Linked DNA regions of Gossypium hirsutum: region 2 is linked to region 1. A link is a contact called in public Hi-C data. All regions are on one chromosome and are shown on one strand. The core of a region is the stretch at or near the end of the contact, and the rest is flanking DNA. Distances in the headings are between cores, read along the strand shown.

Region 1 (5,274 bases), core at 1,122-3,621:
TTCAAATAGTCATTTGAAAAATTAATATTCAAGATTGAATACATAGAATATGAGAAAGTATGTGATGTTTTCATAAGGGAGAGTAAATACGCGCTGTACCATTTTCCCTTTAACTGAGGTTTTATCCCATTGGATTTTTTAGTAAGGTTTTTAATGATGCAGTATATTACGCTTATTATAGATATGTGTACTCTTTTTCCTTCACTGTGAATTTTTTTCTCACAAGTTAGTAAGGTTTTAACGAGACACATTATTTACAAATAGACATCCAAGGGGAAGTGTTATGAATATTTTATTAAGTGGATGTCCATCAAAATCTAGATAAGTTTTGATATACTTTAAATTCTAATAGTCATTAGAAGTAGAGTTCTATTCCATTTATATTTCTTATGTCTATGAATATAAAATGTAGAGAAGCATTGTAAATTATTTCGATTAATCAAGAAAATATGTTCTTTCTTTGCTCTCCTATTCTTTTTGTTCTTTATTTTCTGTCTTTGATTTTATAATAAATTTTGAATTAATCAAATCAAGTTATTTGATTTTTTCGAATAAACTTGAATCAGTAATTCGACTTTTTGAGTTCGAGTCGAGTTGAATTTTACAACTCAAATAATTTGAATAACTTGAATAAAAAATTAATATAAATACCGCTTGAGTCCCTAACAATTTAAAAAATATGCGAATTGGTCCCACTCAAAAAAATTAAGAGAAAAATCAAAACATTCTTCTAAAATTCAAATTATTTATAAAATATATTTTCCAAAATTTTATAAAAAAATAAATTTAAAATATTAAAAATATTAAAAATATATAAAATGCTAAATTATATTTTAAAGAATTCCATGATAATAAATTTGAAGCCTTAAACAAGTAAATTATCACATCAAAATTATCATATAATTATCTTGTTTTTTCTATTATTTTAGTCTAAAAGAATTTTCGTAAATAATATATATGTGATACATTTGTTCTTTAACTCGGACTTTAGTCATATTATCAACAAAATTTTAATATGATCGGTTTAATTTTTTTAATTTAACTCGAAAAAAATTATTTGACTCAGCTTGATTTTCCTTTCACTCTATTCGATATGAAAAGAAATTCAAATCAAGTTAAAATGATGAATAAGACTCATCAATTCGACTAGCTCAATTTTCTCTTTTGATTTGACTCATTTCAATCAAAGACTTGCCCCTAGACATGACAACTTGTTAGTGGCACGTGGTTACTTGTAATTATTTCGAAAATTTCTTCATCTGTAATGATGAGTACTTTTACAATTTCTAAAAATATTAATTGTATGTATAATTATAAAAACTTGCAAAACTAATAATTTTTAACTATCATAAATTTCTCCATTCTCTTTTAAGTAATTATAGTTTTTAATGTACTGAAATTAAATAATATAATACCTTGATTTAAAATTTTAATTTAATTAATCTTAAAAAGTATCCTAAAATTATTATTGAAGTAAAATCAATACGTTAGGAGACAATTAAACTGTTTTAGGTAAGGAAGAAGAAAATTGTGTGACACATGGGAATCATTGTCAACTTATTTGATTTCTTTACTATATAAATTGTTCACATATTATATCTTTAAGTAGCTGTCATAATAAAAACTGGTTTTTCACTTCATTGTTAAGCATATTCTTACAATATCTTGATTTTATACACAAATACATCATTTTTCTTTAGCAATTTTATTCTTATCCATCATAGATTTTATAAGTTCTACTTCATATTACTAAACATTGTTTTCATTAAGAAATTAATCCTTGTTGTCTTATTAATTATTTTTTCATCTGCCTTCCATTTTGAAAAAAAAGAAAAACAACAGTTGCCAAAGAGGTAATATATAATTTAATCTTTGAATTTATCTATTTGTGCTTTGTTGGATCTTAATTTTTGTTTTAGATTTATTTGGTTTTTTTAACTTATATTTTATCAATTAAGTTGATATATTTACATTAACAAAAAGGGATTATATGAAATTGATATGTCATATGTATTCCTTTCTAATAGTTTAATATCACATCAGTTTTTTTCTCTTAAATTTTAGTATTTTCCTCTTAAAAGAATCAAAATCCAATCGAAAATGTTAAAATTCAAGAGAAAATAACTAATTTGGTATTAAACTATTGAAAAATAATAAAAATGATGTGACATTTCAATTTCATCTAATTTTTTTTTTGCGTTAACAATGTTAACTTGTGTTGATGTGGTACCACTCGCCAATCTAGTAATGACATGTGGTAATCTCTTAAAATATCACGTGGCAAACATAAACATATTTATATAAATTAAAATTAAAATTAAAATTAAAATTTATATTTATATTTATTTTTTATATAGAGTTCTAAGAAACTATCACCTGACATATTGTTAACACAAAGTAGAGTTACTAATTTAATTAATAATTTACAAGTTTACCATACAACTAAGTTGAAAACAAAATTTAAAAAACTAACTAAACATAGACAAATTCTACGAAAAATTATATATTATCCAATTAGAAAAGAACATGGTTATGTCGACGAGGCTTCCACCTGAATTCCCAATTCATCTGCTCCATTTAGACTCTCCCATTTGTTCACTTTAAGTAAACCCATCCTTTGCCAGTTGCCAGTGCCACCATTTGAGATTGAGACACAGACGTTAACATTTCCTCTCCCGATCTCAAGTCAAACTTCATCGCCATTCTTCTTTAAAGCCTCCACCGAAAGAACAAAAGATCCTCTCAGTTTCTTCAGCTTAGTTTTAAATGGCTGCAACAGCAACAACTACCCAAACCCATCCTCCAAACCCTTTATTGAAAGCACCCAAAGGACCAACAAGATCAAAGCTTCTTTGTTTCTCTTTTGCTGCATATTCCAAAACCATAATTGACCATCTTAAATCCCTCCACATTCCAGTCTTTTTAGGCTTAACCGACCAAGAATTCTCCTCTATTGAATCAACTTTCCACTTCACTTTCCCTCCTGACCTTCGTTCTATCCTCCAAGAAGGCCTCCCCGTCCATCCTTCATTCCCCAACTGGCGATCCTCTTCTCCTCAGCAACTTAACATTCTCCTTAACCTTCCTTCCTTGTCTCTCTCCAGGAACATTAGGTTCCACAACTTTTGGTCGGATTCTTGGGGGTCTAAACCATCAAACACCAATGATGCTTTAGCTGTGGTTAAGGACTTGTTACGAAATGCCCCCCTTCTTGTTCCTGTATATAGAAACTGCTATATCCCTTCGACGCCAAACTTGTCGGGGAACCCTGTTTTTTACGTTGATACGGAGGAAATTAGAATCTTAAGCTTTGATATAACTAGGTTTTTTCAAGAACTTGAACTCTTGACGAGGAGTGGGGTTTCTAAGCCTTTCATGAGGAAGAAAGCCAATAGCGTTAATGTCAACGTTCCAGCTTGGGCGGCTACGGCGCCACGGAGGATTGAGTTTTGGACGGAAGTGGAGGAGAGAGGGAGGAGAACAGTGGCGCGTGGGGTCACGGGAGGGTGGTGGAATAGGGATGAGGTGGAGAGGGAGGGAGAGTCGAGGATAGGGGCATGTATGGAGGAAGTGTTTTGGCGATTAAGGGAGGGAGGGTGGAAGGAGGAGGAGGTGAGGGAGATGATGATGATGATTGACGGCTCTGATCATAACGAGAACAAGGAAATGAGCCGGACGCAATTGATGATGGACGGTGAGGATGCGGCGTGGCACGTGAGGGTTTTATCTGTCGTGTTATTACGTGCGGGATGGAGTAGGGAAGATGTGGTGTACTCGCTCGATCTCCATGATATTATTGATGATAACGACGATGATGAAAGCATGTAACTGAGGAGCACGGAACCTTTTCAGAACTCAACGTCCGAATAGCTGTCTCGTTTAGGATGATAATTTACTAAATTAATATCTATACGTTATATTAAAAAAAAAATTAGCTGTTTTTTCTTTAAAATGTTGTACACTTAAAAGATTAGGGTGTCTGATAAAATAATAAAATAACACTCATATATCTTTTAGTAATGTATAGAGATTAATTTTTAATAATAAAAATAGTTAAATTTTTAATAAAAAATTAATTTATTTTTTATTTATTTTGTAATATAATAATTAAAATAGAATATAATTCTTAATGCAGAAACCATAATATTTTTATTGAAAATAATGCTAATTTATCTGAATCATTTACGGCTATATAGTTTATAAATAACAATTTTATAAGCATAGATTTACATTTGCGACTTGTCATACATTTTTGTAATTTTTCTCGTAAATAATATTAACTATAAAACATTTAATTTATTTTGTTGCACCATGTGAAATAAGGAGACATATGTAAGGGTATGCATAGCCAATGCCTTTATACAAACAAGAATATATGGTAGACCCTTTTTATCTGCAAAAGTTGCAGAGTTTGATACATTGATGGGGGTTGAAGCGGTGAATTGGGGACCATTTGAAATGCGATGAGGAGAGTTTCATAGTTTTTGCTACCCTGTGTTCGTCATATAGATTTAATTCCATCATGCGTTTAAATAGCTAGAAATCCTATCAACATAAATATGTATAAAAATAATATAATAAATAATAAATAATAAATAATAAAAAATATTTCAAAATTAATTAAGAATAACATATTAAATATATATGAAATTAAAATTTAAAAAAATAGATTAAATTATTTATTATTGTATTATTATCAATTTTGAGTTAGTGTCAAATTAATTTGTATAAAAAATTAGATTATATTGTTAATTATTGATGAAAGTAATAAAGTTTAATAATAAAATTAAAATGTATATAAATATCAAAATAAAATTTTAGTTCAGTAGTAGATTAAATGTTTTATTAATGCAATTGATTCGAATTTAAATTCAGTCGTATTCATATTTTTATTGGTTTTTTAAAAAAAAATTAAAATACTATTAAATAATATAATTTATCTTAATTGTGAAAGAACATTTTCATAATTTTTCTAATTGAGATGGTGATATGAATGAGAGTGACACTTAGAAGTTTAAATAATAATATAGATAATATGAGTTTTTAAGCCAATATCATGAATGTGAGACAGCCACATCGTCTGCTCACCCAACAAAATTATTTTCTTTTTTTATTTAAATCTTAACTGTTGATTTAGGAATAGTACCAAGTTAGGTTATGTATACTTAAGAATTTTAGAAATAAATAAAATAAGAAATTTTGAGCCGATGGAAAATTAAAAAAATGCTCTTGAAATAAGAGAAATAAATTCGGGGTATTGACTTAATTGTAAGA
Region 2 (5,274 bases), core at 1,942-4,441, 330 kb after region 1:
CCAAGTTACATTCCTAAAAAAAAAAGGTCAGCCATCTACCCACAACTAATCAGATATTAACTAAGGAATTTAAATTAAATCTAAGCTCATCCTTAATTTGACAAAAACATATAATATTCCCATTTATTCACAAAAACAATTCAAACCCAAGATCTCAAAGACACACTCAAAGCACTGGGCCACTGAAATAGATACTTAATTATGATAGAGTTTAATAAAATAGAAGTCAATAATTTTAGGGCGTTACAATATAGGTTCAATGTGCAAATTGATCAATTAAGTGTTGATTTGTTGGAAACTATGATTTGATGGTGATTGAATGTGTTTTGATATGTTGAATTGATGATTTTATATAGGTGTTAGTTTTAGGTAAGTTTAAGTACAAAGTGGTAAGGTTTTAAACACTTGAAAATGTACATTTTAGGCTTATTGACCATTAAGTCTCGAGATAGTAAGAACATGTCCTGAGATCGTTAGAATAAAAAATTACTTTATTATGCATTCAAATGCTTAATGTCTCGAGACACGTCAAGGTGGTCTCAAGACAATTTCATCTAGATCTTGAGACAAATGACTTATATCTCAAGACGAGGAAACATTGAACCTAAATAAATTATGCCATGTTCTAAGTTTCAAAAGAAGAACCCCTTGTCTCGAGGCATTCAAACATCGAAATTAAAATAGGAAAACAGAGGAGGTCTGTCTCAAGACTTAAGAATATTTGTCTCGAGACATAAATTTTATTGTCTTGAGACTTGTTAACATCAAAACAAAAATGCCAAATTGAAAATGAAATCTGTCTCAAGAGAACATGATAAAATTTGACATTTGAGTTGGAATTTGAATCCTAAATTCAAAATTGATTTATCATAAACCTGTAGATAGATATAGCTGATTCTTGAGTACTATGAATGTACGTGTATAATAATAAATAATGTATAGATTGTTATGAATGATAATTATGAATTTAATTTTGTAGATTTATTTCAAGTTAACCTAAATTACTTCGGCGACATAATATGATGTCATACATTCGAATTTGATAACCGGATTGAGTGTCGGGTATCATACAAATTCTTACCTACCTCAATTATTTACTTGAACTTCAAGACTATGAGTGCTTTACTTTTCTGCTGCTTGCTACATGCTTCGATAATTTCGCTGCTTGTTACAGTTTTCTGCTTTGTGCATGCTTGAGTTATTTGGCTGCATGCTGCCAGCGCTTCAATTACTTCCTTACATTCTTTGTTGCGCCACTGTGCCATGCAAAATATATTTCCTTGCATTCAAAATCTGTAGTCAACATCTTCAGAATTGACTTTCAATTGTCCAAAATGGAAGTCGATCGACTTCAAAGCTGAAACCTCAGGGATGTCAACTTCGTCTATTTCCCTAAAAAATTATAATGCCCAACTATTTTGCTAATTAATTTCTCAACCTAATATATATGGTTAAAAAGCCATTTTTCATATGTTCCTATAGAAAACTTGGGATCATATTTGCCCAAAATATCTCTACCACATCTTATACATTACAATTAATAAAATAAAATATAGTAGTAACTTAATTTTGTCCTATTTTCTTATCTATGGATAAGGAAGTTGTTTCATTATTAAAAAAAAAAACCATAAATACGAGTTAAGATTTATTTAGAGCAATAGTTAAATTTATTACCTAACACTTAATTGATATAAGTTTCATTTCTTTTTCTCTCTATTAATAAAAAATTTCCCTACAACTTATTAATTTTAACTACGATATTTATATATATTTTAATATTTATTTTATTATCCAAATTCGAAGGTGCCTATGGATAACAAAAGGACCAATCTTGTTTTAACACGTGAAGGTTCGGCTATATTTGAGCCTGCACGTCAAAAGAAGTCCCCACTATTTACTAGCCACAGTCACCATTCGTGGGACCTTCATCCAATTAAAGTCATCCACGCGTTCTTGCAAAATCAAGTAACACAAATATGTTTAGCTGAGCTGATACACGTGGCTCCCAATGTTTGGTGAATCCCAGGATTCTTCTTTTTCAATTATCATACTGAGTGAAAGAATATCTTTTGTCTCTTAGTTTTCAGTTTCCTCACTATAATTCTTTTCTTCATTTATTCTTAAAAGCTTAATTTGGTCCCTCAATTCCATGTACACTAACTTTATTCTTTTTCTGTTCATAAACATATAACCTATGCCACCATCTCACTACATTTAATCACAATTCCAGATCAATCTAGTGTTCCTAGTATTCAATTTGCCACGTTTTGGAGTTTTTATTTCATTTCACATATCATAATCTTGTTGCATTTGCAAAACTGAAAATATGACACGTTACAACATTTATAAATACTAAATTAATTAATTTATATAAGTGAGACTTAAATTTTAGATTTTTAAATTTTTAAATTTTCAAACTTATCATTGCAAAAATATAATAAGATCATTAAACACAATAAATATTATATTTCATTCGTATTTAAGATTCTAACATGTTTAATTATTTTTGCTGTTGTTGGTTTTTTTTTTTTTATGTTCACATGATTATTGTAAAAAATACATACAATATAATATAATCTTTCATCTCTGCACAGTATGTAAGATGAGACCCTCTAAAAAGTGGTGGTGGGGCATGAACAGGAGGAATCCGCCCAACCGGAGGGATCCACATCAATCACCATCTCTCGGCTGTCCACAGATACTTTTAGATAAGGATGATTGGATGAAATTGGCTATAACTTTTAAGTCTAAACCAAGTTGACCATTCTTTTTTTTTTAATAGTTGGATTCTGATTAAATTTAAAGACGAGTTTAATTCAACACTTAAATGAGATATAAGCTTTTTCAGTATTATTTTTTATTCACAAAATTAATATTTAAAATTCTTTAAAAAAGCATTACACTCTTCTCATTTATCTAATACAAATTGGTTAAACAAAACCTTCTATAATAATTATATTTTTTATTTTTTAATTAAAATTTAAATTAATGAAAAAATGAAAAAGAATATAAATGTAAGTATATTGTCATTTTGATGATTTATGTTTTCATATGACAATACAATTAGCGGTAATGACTATAATAGTAAACTAAAAATGCGATGGTAAAGGGAAGAAAGAAAAAAAAATGATCATTAGAATTAGGTTCCCGAAAGGCGAAATAAAAACAATGGTGTAGTAGGGCCTGACGACGGCTTGCCATTAGCTGGATGGAAAGCTAAGCTGCTGATGCCAATACTCCTTCCATATTTGAATACCAGCCGTCTACATCGATTTTTAGGGGATTTAAATTATTGTCCACTATTATACTTCACGTTTATTGCAATACCTTCAAGATTTAATACGTAATATTGCAATACCTTGTCTCTAGCCTTAACCTCCTACCTATATAAACACTAGAACTCCCATTTCATCACTAAACCAAACTCAATAATCAAAATTCTCTCATCTTTCTTTCCTTATTTAAAGAAAAGATGACAATGGCATTAACGAATGCTTTTGTTTTGCTTTTCTCTTGTGTTCTTGCAATTTCCTTTTGTGTTTGGGGTAAACCAGCTACTTTTCTTGATGATTTTCAGATTACTTGGTCTGATTCCCATATTAGGCAAATTGATGGAGGGAAGGCCATCCAACTTGTTCTAGACCAAAATTCAGGTTAAATCATTTCGTGGGGTCACTTATTGTTTAAGTAGAACTATTTTTAGAAACCTTAAATTAATTGGATTATCATAATGATATTTGTTTTACGTTTTTTTGTTTCCAAGGCTGTGGATTTGCTTCCAAAAGGAAGTATTTGTTCGGACGTGTCAGCATGAAGATCAAGCTTATACCTGGTGACTCCGCCGGAACAGTCACCGCTTTTTATGTATATGCTACATAATCTTTCAAAACTTGTCCATTTTCATCAAAAACTAAAAGCCCGTAAATAATAACTTAATTTTTTTCAGCTTATTAATAAGTTGGGTTCCATTGTAATTCGGATTGCGTGCAGATGAACTCTGATACAGATACGGTAAGAGATGAGCTAGACTTCGAGTTCTTGGGAAATCGTAGCGGCCAGCCTTATACTGTCCAAACCAATATCTATGCTCATGGAAAAGGAGATAGGGAACAAAGGGTTAACCTTTGGTTTGATCCTTCTGCAGATTTCCATACTTACACTATTATGTGGAATCATCATCATATTGTGTAAGTTCAATAGCTCTAGATATCACAAACAGAGCCGACACTTGTATTGTAGTAAAATGACAGAAAGAGAGAGAGAGACTATCAGTCTATCAAATCAGTAAAGTTTAACATATAATGGGACGATGGACTGTATCTAATGATTGAGTTAAATTGAGCCATGCTTATTTTTAATGGGTTTTTTTTGTCGGTGGAATTACAGCTTCTATGTTGATGATGTGCCAATCCGAGTTTACAAGAACAATGAAGCTAGAAATATACCATTCCCTAAGTTTCAGCCAATGGGAGTCTATTCAACACTGTGGGAAGCTGATGATTGGGCGACAAGGGGAGGCCTGGAGAAAATTGATTGGAGCAAAGCTCCTTTCTTAGCTTCCTACAAGGACTTCGACATCGAAGGATGCCCAGTGCCAGGCCCAGCAAGCTGTGCCTCAAACACAGGGAACTGGTGGGAGGGAACTACTTATCAAGCCCTTAATGTCATGGAAGCTAGAAGGTATAGGTGGGTTCGTATAAACCACATCATCTACGATTACTGCACCGACAAATCCAGATACCCAGTTAGCCCACCGGAGTGCATCGCTGGCATCTGAAGTCCTATTCGAAGTTCCACATCCATTTCAAATGTCATACTTTACGTACATACCGACCTCCCCTTTGTATAATAATAGCTCTACAGTCTATCCTTTGTATGCATATAATTGTGAAGCGAGAAGTGGGATTCCGAGATTGGCCCCAGTTAATATCTATTTTATGCCCAATAAAAAAAATTATTAATTGAATATTTTTCAGGCATACAAGAATCTTATTGGCTTTCAAAACAAATAGTTGGTTAAACCGGTAAGTTCTTCAATCATGATGATGGAAAACAACAAAAAAAATTTAATGGAAGGAAATTCAACGGTGTTTGAAATATTTGCTTTGAATTGTCATGCTAATGGTCCCCTCAGCGCCTCTTTTGATATATTGTTTTTTCACTTGGTAGTGTTAGGGCAGTATTTGATTCATTTGGTCCTAATAAATGCATAAAAGCAGGTTCATGGTTAAGAACCTTCACCACATTTAAGGTCCCAGGAGTGAAGGATTTATC

The links. Hi-C and Micro-C count contacts between places; a contact is called where the count stands out from the background.
Region 2: a Hi-C map of leaf shows a contact between it and region 1, with 1.9 times the contacts expected there. The contact joins the promoter of LOC107899019 here to the promoter of LOC107902069 in region 1. A contact is called at or near these places in 3 of 34 Hi-C or Micro-C datasets (leaf and petal).

The regions. Positions count from the first base shown.
Region 1 is chrA11:59,750,888-59,756,161 of Gossypium_hirsutum_v2.1, forward strand. LOC107902069 reads left to right here and starts at 2,372. Exons shown (of 1, transcript XM_016828337.2): 1 at 2,372-4,072. The coding sequence starts at 2,767. The coding sequence ends at 3,828.
Region 2 is chrA11:60,078,634-60,083,907 of Gossypium_hirsutum_v2.1, forward strand. It overlaps LOC107899019 (probable xyloglucan endotransglucosylase/hydrolase protein 6), which reads left to right and starts at 3,192. Exons shown (of 4, transcript XM_016824616.2): 1 at 3,192-3,653; 2 at 3,764-3,864; 3 at 3,991-4,187; 4 at 4,387-4,966. The coding sequence starts at 3,473. The coding sequence ends at 4,777.